2 separate regions of the Bombyx mori genome follow, and region 2 is linked to region 1. Evidence: chromatin contacts called from public Hi-C data. All regions are on one chromosome and are shown on one strand. The core of a region is the stretch at or near the end of the contact, and the rest is flanking DNA. Distances in the headings are between cores, read along the strand shown.

Region 1 (7,108 bases), core at 3,103-5,602:
GAGTTTTGTGATATTAAAAGAACGTTGTTCTTTTTTAAGTCGTATATTTTAAACTAAAGTTTTTATGTCTAAAGCGAAACGATTCATAACTTGACATGTGAATTTTGCCCACATTATATTATTTTGACAGTACTTCTATGGCTGCCTCATCCTTCAAAAAGAAACGTATTACATACTGCTTGACGACAAAAATAGGCAGTGTGGTGGTACCTACCCGTGCCGGCTCAAACAAGCCACAATTACAGACGTAAATATTCTCAAATACCCTAATTAGTTTAAAAAGAGGATTTTAATATTTACTGCATACACTCACTTTAGCAAGGTACCAAACTACCACAATCAAATACAAAAGTCGAATGTTAATTGATGATCTAAAAAACTGCTAATTTGAATCTATACTTATATATAAATCTACAGTGGTTTTTACGGATGTTCCGATATAACTACTGAACCATGCATCCGATTGACTTGAAACTTGGTATCCATGTAGAAAATACATGTACTCAATGGATACGCTAATATTTATATGAGTGTTGGACTTCCTACACCAGTTGCGGGGGCGTTAATGATCTTGATGAATCTTGATGAATCTTTGTGGGGGTGAGAAATAATAATGTTAAATTAAATACCCAGCGAAGCGGACGGGTACAGCTAGTTGGTACTAAAGTCACTTAAGTGAGTTTGAGTATTTCCTTTGAAAGAAATTTATTTACCTGCAACTGTGCAATATTCATATCGGTGAGCAGCTGTCGGGATACCCGACGTCGATCAGCAGCTAACGGCGCGCTTGCCTTCTCCATGCTACGTCTTAACATTTCGGTCACGGGCGACACCGGACGGCTGCGACGTTCATGCTAGAAGTGTAATATATATCCACTGAATAACACTTATTTTGTGTATAATGTTGTTCTGATTTCGACCAGTGTCTAATGTAATGTTCAATTCTTACAAAATATGCATAACCATAACAAACTGCATAAACAAAATTCAATATTGTTATTAAATTCCAATTTCAACTATATTGTAAGCAAAGATTTTTCTCCAGCGTTACCGCTGTCCAAAACACACATACAATTCGTATTTACGCTCCGATAAACAAAGGGACACAACTTAACCCACAGACACAGCCCACTGAGTTTCTCGCCGGATCTTCTCAGTGGGTCGTGTTTCCGATCCGGTGGTAGATTCTGTGAAGCACTGCTCTTGCTAGGGCCAGTGTTAGCATCACTTCGATCTGAGCCCCGTGAGCTTACGTACATGTTAGGGCAAACCTGAAATAGCCTCTCAAGGCTATCAGCATAGCTAGGGAAAAAAAAAGGAACACAATAGTCTTGCCATTACTGGACTAGAGTCTCACCTCCATTTGAATACGTGCCATTTCTTTTGCTTGGGCCAGCGCAATCCGCGCCTCGGTCTGAAGTGTCGCCTGTAGTGCATAAAAATCTGACTCTTTCAGCTCAATATGACCCAACGAGTGTGAAGAACGGGACTTATTATTCTTTTGTAAAGCTGATGGACGCAATTTCGCACCTGAAATTATAATGGTTCCAATTCACTTATATCCTTACACATACATAATAATTTTATATTTTTATATAATATATAGTTTTTGGTGTCAGTACATATGAGTCGACTATTATCAAAGCCGGCAATCTGACTTTTGGACAATGATTGGTAAATCAGAAAAACGAATTATTGACTTTGTATTCCATTGGCAGTCACAAAACTCTTCGGAACGACATCTTAGATAAATAACAGGTTAACTATTAACCTTTATTTAATGCAGGTTTTGAACCGTATTCTTTGAAGGAGACGATTATATTCAAATCAATCTGTATTGACATATCAATAATTTTTTTTTGTCCAAATGCACAGATTGCCACCTTTGATAATAGACGACTCATATATAGTAAAGGAACCATTTCCAAAAATATTGACGCTGTTTAGTACTGCTGTTGATTCCTTATGTGAGTGAAAATGTTAATTTCCTCTTATTAAAATAGTGGTTCTTTGCAGGTTTTCATGCAGTTTGATAAGATTGCTGCTTAAGTGCACAAGAATAATCTATAAAATCACATCTTAGGGAACGTACCCATACTACGTGACCAATTTTTTTAGTTTTTTTGACCTCTCCCTAGCTGATCACTCGTAGTATATGCCAAGACCCCCCCTCTCCCCCTTTAGTTTTCACGTAGTAATTCTTAATTATGATTTTTAATCATTTCACACGCAAAAATTTAAAAAAGTTATAATAATTTGGTTCCTTACTCGTCTTTATTGGCTAAGACTGCATACACACTTAAATTACTAGTGAATTATGTAGTGTGAGTTTACAAAGCGCTAAACATGCTATATTCGAATATAGGTCGAAAAAATACGAGATTTCTCTGACTACGACTCTACTCGAAATCGACTACGTGACAAAAACCTGAGCCACCCCCCCCCGCTCCTGTGACTGACCGTAGTATTTTAAAGACTCCGCTCCCCCCCCCTACACGGGTCACGTAGTATGGGTACGTTCCCTTAAGTCATTGAGATCACCCTAGAAGTTGGGTTGGCATTAAATCCTTCTCCCAAGACAGTCTTATTTTCAAGATGCTAATTTAAGGAAAATTTAATTACTAATGTCACCATTGAGGTAGGTAGCACTTTATTATTTTTTGGTAACAATTCCTTTACCGTGTTTATTAAACAAAATATATATATACTTGCAACATCACCAATGGCTACAAAAACATTAAAACAAAGCATTGACTTCCCTTTACAAAATTGATTTCACACTAAAGACAATAAGACAATGACCACAGCATGGGTAGAAACTGTGTACTCACCGCTCTGAAGAGTGCTAATTTTGTCATGTTTTGTTATATTGACCGACAATGGCCTTGTCTGATAAGGATGGTTATAGTTTAATTTACTGAAAAGACTGGATTGTGAAAGACTTTTTGTTTCATAATTTACATTCTTGTCCAAATCTTGAAATTCATTTTCCGATGCTGTTTCATTCATAAAACAAATTTGCAGATTCATCCCTGTATCCACATTGCAAAACACACAACACAATTAAACACAATTTATAATGAAGCAGTGTGATGATAATTGATTTTTATTTCTCACAAATATTAGAATATTAGTTTCCATAAATATTACTTTTCTAAATATTAGGTGTAGGCTTTATTACAACAATGTAAATAAAACATGTAGGAATTTGTACTGACTGATTATTTTTATTCCTTCTAATGAATTTTGAATTAATCTTAAATTGAGACAATCAATAAAATCAAAATCTAATAGGAAACCGGAAGATAACTAAGAGTTCTATCATGCTGAAAAGAATGTGCTTTGTAGGAGAGGCATATAGTACCCAATTTTATATCAAAACCTTTTTGTTAATTTCAAAAGTTAATTATTACTAATATTTTTTTGTACTAGTTTCAATTACTTTCTCAACTATGTGTGTGAGTGTGTATCAAATGGTTATAATAGATATGGCACCATACAAATACCCTTTTATTCATAGATCTAATTGAATTTAAACTCAAAAGCAACAATCAAGCATCCCAGTTTATAGCCCCATTACCATTTTAATAAACAATATTTCATTGGTAACTTAATTAATCTAAAATAAACACCATAAATGAATTTTACAAGCCATACCACTTTGAAGTCGAGACTGTAAGCTAGGTTTTTTCCCTGGGCGCTCTGTGTGTCCCATACTGAAGTATTCATCTGCATCTGCTCCCATAGCCAAACGCCTTCTAATTTCCTCTCTATCATTACGTTTCTGTAATAAATAAAATTATGACATAGTCCAAATTATTTTAGATAAGAATGTAAAACCAATATTCATTGTTTTGTATCATTTTAAAACACAATGGAGATTTAATTAAATTACTTTTTTATCATGATATGGTGCATAGTCAGTAATAGTTACAATCCTAGTAAATTTATCTAATAAGTTAGGATTATTGTCTGTTATTTTTGGCCATTCAATTTCAGTTTGAGCACACCCTGCAACACCATTAGCACGTGGACTTAACGCTATATCATCACATTGGTCTATAGGGGGATTCTTGACATCTGGTTTTGTTAATTTTAACTTGAACAGGTGCAGTCGTTTTTTAAGTCCTGTTTTTTCTACTGTTTCACAATTATCAGCAGTCTCCGGCGACGGTTTGGTAAGCTTCCGCCTTATATTAGTAATTAAGCTCTCAAACATAATAAATACAAATCAGTCTTCTTAAATTTGGCAAAAATATGGCACGTTTTGTTTATAGCACACAATGGTAAACAAAAAAAAAACGACGTTATCCTTTCTTGTCAATCCCGTCAATGTGACATTTTAGGACAAGGTCACACATTTACAGAATGTTCCATTTAATTTGTCTATGGAACTCAACCCAAACTATATTAATTTGGTCAGTTTATCTGTATGTCAAAAAAAGGTTTTACGATGCTTATAGAACTTACGAGGCAACAAATATTATCCACAGACTCGTGATTATCATAAGTAATCGTGTATAAATCCAAGAGAAACCTTGTGTCTTTTTTGTAATGTCTTTGTTCAGGATGAAAATACGGCATTGATTCCATCACTTTGTTTCAACAAAATTAATAAACAATATATTTATACGTGTCAACACTGTCAATAGAACGCAATCGTACACCTTGCTGCTCGAATTGACTTTTAAAACTGGAGACTAACAACCAGCTATACCGCTGAATCACCGTAGAAAGCTGGTTCAAGACGTTTACTACCTACCTATTGTAATTAACTGTTACACATGGCTGCAGCAGACGTGGATCAAACTCCGAGTGTGCATTTACCGTTACTTTTGTAGCGCGTAAATTTAAACTTACTACCAGTGTTACTATAATTTTACACCCATATGGATTAGATACATTTAAATAAATAATTATGGACAAGTAATTATTTTGCGACTTACCCGACGTTCCGCTTCTTTGGCTGCTTTAAGATGACTTTCGATAGCATCCAAATCTAATTTAGGTAAAGCAGTCTCAATATTGTATACATCAAAACTCTCTGAAAACATTCGAAATAATTCATATAAGAGCGGAAACTTAATTATCATAAATAGAAAGATAATTTTAATATTATTATTATTAAATTAAAATTAAAATAATTATATTTTTTATTACCTATTGGTCAGAATAAAATTGTACAGAATACAGTTGTTTACTAAACAGAGCAATTTAATATAGTTTAATACATACCTAAGTCAATCTCTTTGGTGACCTTATCACCATGGACGGATATTTTACTTTGAGCACTGCTATTACTATTTTTCGGCTCTCTAAAACGGTCCCTTGGACCTCTGAAATTTCTCAAATACATCGATATGTTATTTAACAATACAAATTACGAATCTTACAAATATTCACTATCTTCGTTCCATTAAAAACATTGAACCTCATTTTGTGAATAGATTCTAAAATGTAATTAGCCGAATGTAAGAGAAATTATGTAGACTACTCAGACATGAATTAAACCAACTTCTAAATTTACCAGGATTGTTAAGATTACGTCAAATCTATTTTCAATTCCACTCATGATATGTATATGTACGTACGGTTCAAACATATGGATTGCTTTTGCGATTTATGGGTTTTCATATTTGAGACTGAGCCACTTCGAAATTACATTACAACTTAACCTATATGCATTAGCAAAATAGAAGCGCAACGAAAAAAGTATATCTATAGCTGTTTTAAAGTAAAGTTGTTTAAAGGTCTATGAAGCGGCTCAAAAATTGAGGACAGACCGCGCTACATCGCGGCAGATGTATACATGGATTAATTGCACATGTAGCTTACTGCGTATTTTCTAAATTTCAATTATATTAATAAAATACATTATGAGTATTTCTCAATGTGCTATTATGAGAATCAACTGTTAAAAACATACCTTTGAGACATTTTTGGAGCGTTCCTAATAGTAGAATTAGAAAATCCAACTTTTTTAATATCACTTTTGTCTTTTACAGTTGAACTACTAGATAAAATATTACGTTTCGAGTAGCTCTGAATTTCATTAGAATTTCCATCTTTAACAACGGAGTCCGTGAACCTTCTATTTTCAGCCCAAAGTTTATCACGTTCTCGCATTTCATCTAATTTAGGAATAATCTTCCTCAGTTCGGTGCTCAATTGTTTGATAGTATTTTCCACATTTAAAGATAGCTTTTCCGTATCATATTCACTGACATTTATTTCATCTTTTCCATCCGACAAAAACGCATCTGAAATTTTACCGCTCGCGGTTAAGCTATTTTCTATGTACAAAAATGTAGGCCTATTTAAATTCATTTCGGTCCTAGCATTTTTTTCATTTTCTTTATTAATTTTACTAATCTCATCCACAACATCTCGCTCTTCTGTGTAACATATAGCTTCTGCTAACGGCAAATCTTCATGTTGATCTATGAACGTTCCTTGATTTTCTACAAGTTTCTTTATGACGTGGTTAACTACTTCGCTGATATTGTTGATCGTGTTTTCTATAGGTTTAACAAGAGTGTCGTTAATATCTTTTCGTAATTCTTCTAAATCATCTTGAATGTTAATGTTATAGTTGAGAAGTTCTCGAATTTCTTCTTCAATCTCTTTATTAAAATCACCAATTATTTCTTTTGTATGAAAGTTGTTTTCTATGTCTGTATCTGAGCAATTTAATTCAAAACAACAGATTTCATTGTTGTTATTAATATTTTTTGGAACTGTCTTTAGTAAGTCGGGCATTTCATTTTTGATCTGTCTATCTAATGTTTTTGTTTCGAATGTTATATCATTTTGTGAAGATGTCAATTTTGTAAATGTAATGGTACTAAGACTATTGTTGTTGTTATTTTTGCATGTTACTCCTTTTTGATTGTTTTCTGATTCTACTTCAGTAATTTCTAAATCAACATCATCATCAGTCATTTCATTATCAGAATGATAAAAGTTTTCTATATTAGACGAATAATCCTGAAAATACACTCATATAAACAACCAATAAAAAAATCCAAATCGGAAGAATCTGAATTGAACTATAATGCTTTTAAAAATTCTCTCTGTTTACGAACGATCTCAGATATAAAACGATGTC
Region 2 (7,108 bases), core at 1,443-3,942, 53 kb after region 1:
GAAAGACAAAAGAAATCCTCAAGAGCCTAAAGGCAGGGAAAATACAACTATCACATGTAGTATGTGCCATAGGTGTTCTATACTCTAAGGTGATACTACGATCCTCTATTATGAAGTTATGACCACTATTCCAGTGAAATTGCACTAAAAAATTGGCTTTTATTATTTAAAAACAAAACTTACTTAGAAACATGAAAACTTGTACAATATCTAGAATTATCCAGCATTACAACTTTGAAGTCATCCTCTTCATCATCTGGGTCTTCAAATGTTATTTCTGAAATAAAATATGGGAATTTTTACTTTTTTAATTTAACGAATTTAATTAAATATTCTTTAACTACATGAACTTGAAGAGGAGCAACTTGTACACTAAAAGTATATTGTGTGAAGTCATTACATCAAGCATCCTGGGATGATGATCAAGCCATAAGGGTAGGAAGTTTGTAACTGAGACAGATAAAATAGGCTCCTTTCCTGCAAAGCGAGATTTGATGTGGGATTATGGTGGATATTGAGAACTTTATTCTAATATAATGTACCCTCTAGAATGAAATTAAAATGGTTACAACTCTATTATATCTGAATCATTATAACTTTGATATTATAAACTTGATACTTTGCTGTCTATTGGCTTTGGTATTGAGTTAGCACCAAGTGCTGACTAGGTGATGATATCATGTCGAAATATCATCTCGAAATTATATAAGCATCTATATATATGTGATATAATCTCGAAATTATATAAGCAGTTATAAAGATACTTTTCTGATCACATATTAATTTTCCTACAGACATAATCTCAGTACTACATATTGTAGTAAACCACTACATTTTTTTATTTGAGTTCGCAGTAAATATTGTTAATTTCTTAACATTCTAGTTTCTTTAACATGGTGTTTATTGTTCTTTGAGATTGATCTAATTTTGTTTCAAATTTTTTGTAAATATCTCTAAATTTAGGTACAGATGGTTTCAAATCTTCAAGGTTTTCACTGCATTTTTTAAGTATAGTTACTGTTATAACTTTTCGACAGTTATTTTTGTTTTTCTTTCAACAGTTTAATTTTTATATGGACTATACAAACATTTCAAGCACCTGTTAGTTCTTTGATTTTTATTTTGACTATAACTGGGTTTGTTACATAGTAAAAGCCATTGAACACTGCATTGTCTTGTATCATCTAATTACTTAATACATCATCTAATATATATAATAACTATTATGTATTGGGATATTCCTCTGTAAACTACGCAAGTAATTTTAAGAAAGCTGCTTAGGCAAATTTTTTTGCTTAAATATTTATTAAATTGTACCTGAGGAATAAATATCAATATATTTATTAATATATGACAGGTGAACCAAACATTTCCAGAACTTTAAAAAAATATTGAACATTTTCTGAAACATCTATACAGGGGCCTACATCAGAGAAATGCAAACTAAATGAAAAATACAATTTATATTTGAATAGAAAAACAATTTCATAGACTCGAATAGTTATGTCTTAGTTAATTAAATTTGAGGTGACAATAATGTTTTGAGAACACATCATGGGACTGCTTTTTAAGAACTATTAAGAGAATATCAATTTAATAAATCAATATAAGAATAGTTAATGAAGTGTGTACAAAATAGATTAAGTTATTATATAGGTGATTACTGTTATATGCTAATTCTTAAAATTCACTTCTAATTCTTGCCCAGTTTACAGACAAACACCCATTAATTGATTTATCATTTCTTTGATTAGTCAGGCTCAGAGGGGAGATATTTTTATGTTATTAACTTGCTCTGCTGTGAAGTAGATCCTCACAATTGAAAATAAAAAATTGCATGAATGAATTCTAAAATACTTCTGACACACCATGGACTACAAAATAATTTAAGTAATGTAATCTTAATTTGTAGCCAAATTTCCTGTACTGTTTAAGCAAGTAAATGTAGTGTTTCTAAGTAAATTGCTATGTTCTTTCTTATTTTCTCCCTCTATTTTAACTTCAGTCCCTTAATTCTATAGTATAATGTTCTTATTAGTTCTTCCATTCATAAAATTAAGTTTTTATATCAAAATACACTTTCTTGATGAATTCTAAAAGAATGTGTAAGCTAAAGTGGAAAGTATTGTTTTTTATTGTGATTAGTACTTATATTCCTCTTCTGTCTTGTCTTGATTGCTATTAAAAAATAGTTGTCGTTATCGCTATCCGCTCTCACTCGGTATTTAGTATCCATAATTTTTTCTTTAATTTTTAATTTAGCGTAATCTTATTTCAATTTAAAATATTTTTACCATTTTCATACAGATCATGTTCTTGCATTGAATTAAATTCAGCTGGTGAATCATTAGCTCTATAACATCTTCCTTCAATCCAGACTACTTCTGGTTTTAAATTCCGTAACATTTTAATTTTTTTTAAACAGTTGTCCAAATTTGATTGCCATTACAATATACTACACAATTTTACATTGTTGATTGTAATGTAATAGATATTACACTTAATAATTAAGTTTAATTATGATAATCCAAAAAAAATATTCCGACGCTCAATATTATTCTATTTTTTATTTTTAATAATTTTTATGACCTGGTGACAGACTTTTTTTTTTTGGTACAATTTTTCCTTATTAGGAAAGGCAAGGGGACCTAACCCATACAGCCTTTGACAGAGACTTTTAGGTCATAATGTTATTTCTATTATTTTTCTTAAGAGATTTTATGACCTGGTAACTGAGACCTTTAAGTCATGTCTTATTTTAATTTATATTCATATTTGCATGAAAAATGATATTATGGAGTAAAATGAAATGAAGATGATTAATTTGAGACACTAATCAACTGGGATGAAATTAAATGAAATGAATTGAGATGATATGGGATGCAATATAATCTCAGTAAAGTGGTGGTCATTTACTAAGATTTTTTCAGTGGACTTTTTTGAGGATCCCGAGAAGTTACGTCCAGCGGCTTTGTTTCATTTTCCCACATTTGTGCACTTTCACAGATATTAAACAGTTAATAAACCACCATTATTACACACCTAAACCCGAAGAAACACTAAATAGACAAAATAAAACAAATCACACAACTTCACTCCTCGCGTTCCCGCCAAAAAAAGTCCTGTTATTTCTATATTTTTTTTAAGAGATTTTATGACCTGGTAACTAAGACCTTTAAGTCATGTCTTATTTTATAGTCGGATTTTTAATTAGACGAAGCCAGCTGACAGTAGCTAATGTCACTTTGTGAAATAATGTTGCTATATTTAAAGTAATAGTGATGCGTTCAGTTCTCGTTCAATCACATAAATGAACAATGAGTGTGAAGAGTTAATCATTAATTTCAAACTATAAAAGAATATTATTTATATTTTACAATAAAATTGTATTAAAGTGATCCAATATAATAATATGTTACTAGTAGTATGTAACTACAATCAGTTTTTTTTATTTTCATTACCTAGGTACCTATAATTGTTATATTTTATACATCTATAGTTTCAACTATATGATGCATTGGAAATAGGACAGTCTTACAAGCTTCCTCGCAATGTTTTTCTTAATGTTTAAAACACTCGGTATTCAGTACAGGTAGATACCATAGGAACATAATGTTTCGTCGAAAACTCGTTGGTATGTACAAAGCACGGCTAAAATTCGAACCCCGTGCCCGATATCGGCAGTTCGGCATACTAACTATTCACTAGACCAGTGATTATCAAACTTATTTCTTTTACCGCCCCCTTTGAAAATCAATTACTTTTCAGCGCCCCCCATTTTTTATACACCCCTAAAACTTTAAAACCCCAATTTCATTAATTTAATTAATAAATGTTGTATTAATTTTAGTAAATGTAGTAAGTACCACGTAGTACATAATTATGTATTTGTAGATGCTATTATTGTATCTTCATATTATTATATTATGTCCGTACATTGCTACAGAGCGTGTATTTACAAATTTGCAAAGTAAAAATGAATTCTTCTCATCAATATGTTTGTTTAAATTCAGAATCACCAAAATAAATTGCTAGTTCACTGTACTATTACTATGCTAATTTATTAGAACGAAACTATTTTTGTTGAATATCTTTCTCTTTAATATAAGATTCTCATCATAAGATAATTAAACATTTATATTTCGACTAGTAAATAATACTACTAACAATAATAACTTATTAAACTACGAATAAGCTAAACCTGAAAGTCGTAGAGGATTTCATTTATCTGGGCTCCGTCATAGCTAGTAATGGATCCTCCGAAAAGAACCTCAGAAGGCGAATCAGTATGGCAAAGAGAGCTATGTCCCAAATGGACCGTGTTTGGGCGGACAGAAACATCTCGAGGAATACCAAAAAGCAGCTCGTCACCCCCCTCGTCTTTTCCATTTTTCTCTACGGCGCCGAGACTTGGACCCTCAAGAAAGCCGATCGCTAACGCATCGACGCGTTTGAGATGTGGTGCTGGAGGAAAATGCTCGGGATTCGTTGGACAGAACACAGAACCAACGAATCCATTCTTACCGAGCTCAAGATTTCAATGCGCCTCAGCACTACATGCGCGCGGAGAATTTTCGAAATCTTTGGACATATCGTCAGAAAGAGAGGTGACAATCTGGAAAACCTGCTGGTAACAGGCAAGGTATGCGGGAGAAGGCACAGAGGCAGAAATCCAATGCGCTGGTCGGACAAAATACGCTCCACTCTCAATATCTCAGTCCACGTTGCTATCCACACAGCCGAGGACAGGCAGGAATGGCGCAAGATGATGCAGGAGAAAGTTATTAGAGGAGGCCATGACCCTCAGCACTGAGGATTATCGACGCAAGAAGGAAGGAAACTACGAAAAATAAATTAATATCATTTCGTATTAGATTTATGGGTAATTTTTCATAGAATTTTAGTTTATAATTTAGAACTGGTTCAAATAAAAACCGCCGCCTAAGTCAGCGTTTTTATTATTTGTAATAATTAATATCTATACTAATACTAGCGGACCCGGCCACACGTTGCTGTGGCTGTGGCTTAGGTTTTTGTTTCTAAATAACTCGCGGCCGCCTATGCTAATACCAAAAATTGACAACGTAAGAACAATTGGATTTCACTGTATTGCGTTTACTACGAAATAAATTTCACTTATACTTTAGCCTCAGAAACACGTGGTGCTTATGCCATTAAATTGTAGTTTATGTGAAACGTTGGTATTTTTAGCACAGCGCCATCTATGAGATATTAAAGTCACAGTATAACAATTGTCTGTAAAAACTGATTTAAGGCGCCATCTGTTTTAGACTTATGAAACTTACAATTAATAACAAAAATCAACATAAGAAATCATTTTATTGTTAATTAATAAATATTGCGACCATTCATCGAAATAAAAACCATCCTATCTCTCAAGTTGGATCGAACTGCACATGGTGTGCGAATTTTATTATAATCGGTTAAGTGGTTTAGGAGTCCATTGAGGACAAACATTGTGACACGAGATTTATATATATTAAGATTATAAAGAGGAAAGATTTGTTTGTTTGTTTGTATTCAATAGGCTCCGAAACTACTAAGCCGATTTGAAAAAAAATTGAAATACGAAAACTATTGATGATAGAATAAAATAATGTACTACGACTTTGTAGAAAACATTATTATTTACAAAAAGTGTCGCGACAGCATATGTCTAACTATTATAGTTATGCCGCAATAAGTGTTCTTTTATTTAAAAAAATGCCCCTGGTAAGACACGGAGTGCCCCCTTACCTTCGCCGACTGGTGGCTTCGTACTTGGAGGACAGATCGGTCACGTGTACTGGTCACGGTGGGATCGTACACAGGCTCCCAGTCGTGGGCGATGTTCCACAGGGCTCAGTGCTCGGCCCCCTTTTGTGGAATATCGGGTATGACTGGGTACTGAGAGGTGCCCTCCTCCCGGGCGTAAGCGTAATCTGTTACGCAGACGATACGCTAGTCGTGTCCCGGGGGGAGGGGGGGGGGTTGGAGGGTAGCGAAGTTGCTGCAACGGCCGCAACGCACCATCGCAGTCAGGATCATCCGTGTTTATCGCACCATCTCTTTCGAGGCGGCGTGTGTACTGGCTGGGACGCCGCCTTGGGTCCTGGAGGCGGAGGCGCTCGCCGCTGACTAGCAGTGGCGGGCTAACCTTCGTGCCCGGGGCGTGGCGCGTCCCAGCCCTAGTGTGGTCAGAGCGCGGAGGGCCCAAACTCAGCGGTCCGTGCTGGAGTCATGGTCCAGGCGGCTGGCCGATCCTTCGGCTGGTCATAGGACCGTCGAGGCGATTCGCCCGGTTCTTGTGAATTGGGTAAATCGTGACAGAGGACGCCTCACTTTCCGGCTCACGCAGTTACTCACTGGGCATGGTTGCTTCGGTGAGTTCCTACACCGGATCGGAGCCGAGCCGACGGCAGAGTGCTATCATTGTGGTTGCGACTTGGACACGGCAGAGCATACGATCGTCGCCTGCCCCGCATGGGAGGGGTGGCGGCGTGTCCTCGTCGCAAAAATAGGAAACGACTTGTCGTTGCCGAGTGTTTTGGCATAGATGCTCAGTGACGACGAGTCGTGGAAGGCGATGCTCGACTTCTGCGAGTGCACCATCTCGCAAAACGAGGCGGCGGGGCGCGTGAGAGATGCCCAGGCCCGCCCCGTCGAGCGGGGTCCAGGGAGGCGGATCTCGCCCTAGCCCTGGCTCTCCTAAGTGTTTCGGGTCTCCCTCATATGTCGGCCTGGGGACCGGCGAAGGGGGCCTAAGAAGACGACGTGCAAGCTGCTCTGCATACGTTTTACGTATGAGCATCCGGGTGATGAAAGCTATCCTCAACCCACCCTGATTCTGACCCAGCGGGGTATTCTGTAGGATAGACCATTCTAACCGGCGCCATCTAGGTGGGGTTCGGACAGCCTGCCGACTGAGAGGGCTGGTGGTTGTGGCGCCGTGACCGCCAGTCCGGCATCCCGAGGGGGAGGGTGATGGGAGAGATGTGCTCCGCACTAAACACTTCACTTTCCCCCCTTTGCCTTTTCATGAGCTCTGTCTCATGCGAGGTTTGGATGCTGGTTGTTGAGCGACAGGAGGTTTTAGTCGGTTCGATTC

The links. Hi-C and Micro-C count contacts between places; a contact is called where the count stands out from the background.
Region 2: a Hi-C map of posterior silk gland shows a contact between it and region 1, with 1.7 times the contacts expected there. The contact joins the promoter of LOC101741502 here to the enhancer-like site in region 1. A contact is called at or near these places in 2 of 7 Hi-C or Micro-C datasets (middle silk gland and posterior silk gland).

The regions. Positions count from the first base shown.
Region 1 is chr4:11,795,924-11,803,031 of ASM3026992v2, forward strand. LOC101743190 (schwannomin-interacting protein 1 homolog) reads right to left here. Exons shown (of 12, transcript XM_021351118.3): 4 at 5,927-6,987; 5 at 5,236-5,336; 6 at 4,947-5,044; 7 at 3,658-3,784; 8 at 2,832-3,032; 9 at 1,358-1,530; 10 at 714-854. Among protein-coding and RNA genes, the nearest start is that of LOC119628442, 27 kb to the left of the region's middle. Within about 2 kb of position 4,353, at least 5 of the 8 cell types and tissues checked have open chromatin away from gene starts, as enhancers often do.
Region 2 is chr4:11,850,898-11,858,005 of ASM3026992v2, forward strand. LOC101741502 (activating signal cointegrator 1 complex subunit 1) reads right to left here and starts at 2,693. Exons shown (of 7, transcript XM_038021763.2): 1 at 2,295-2,693; 2 at 184-277. The coding sequence starts at 2,406.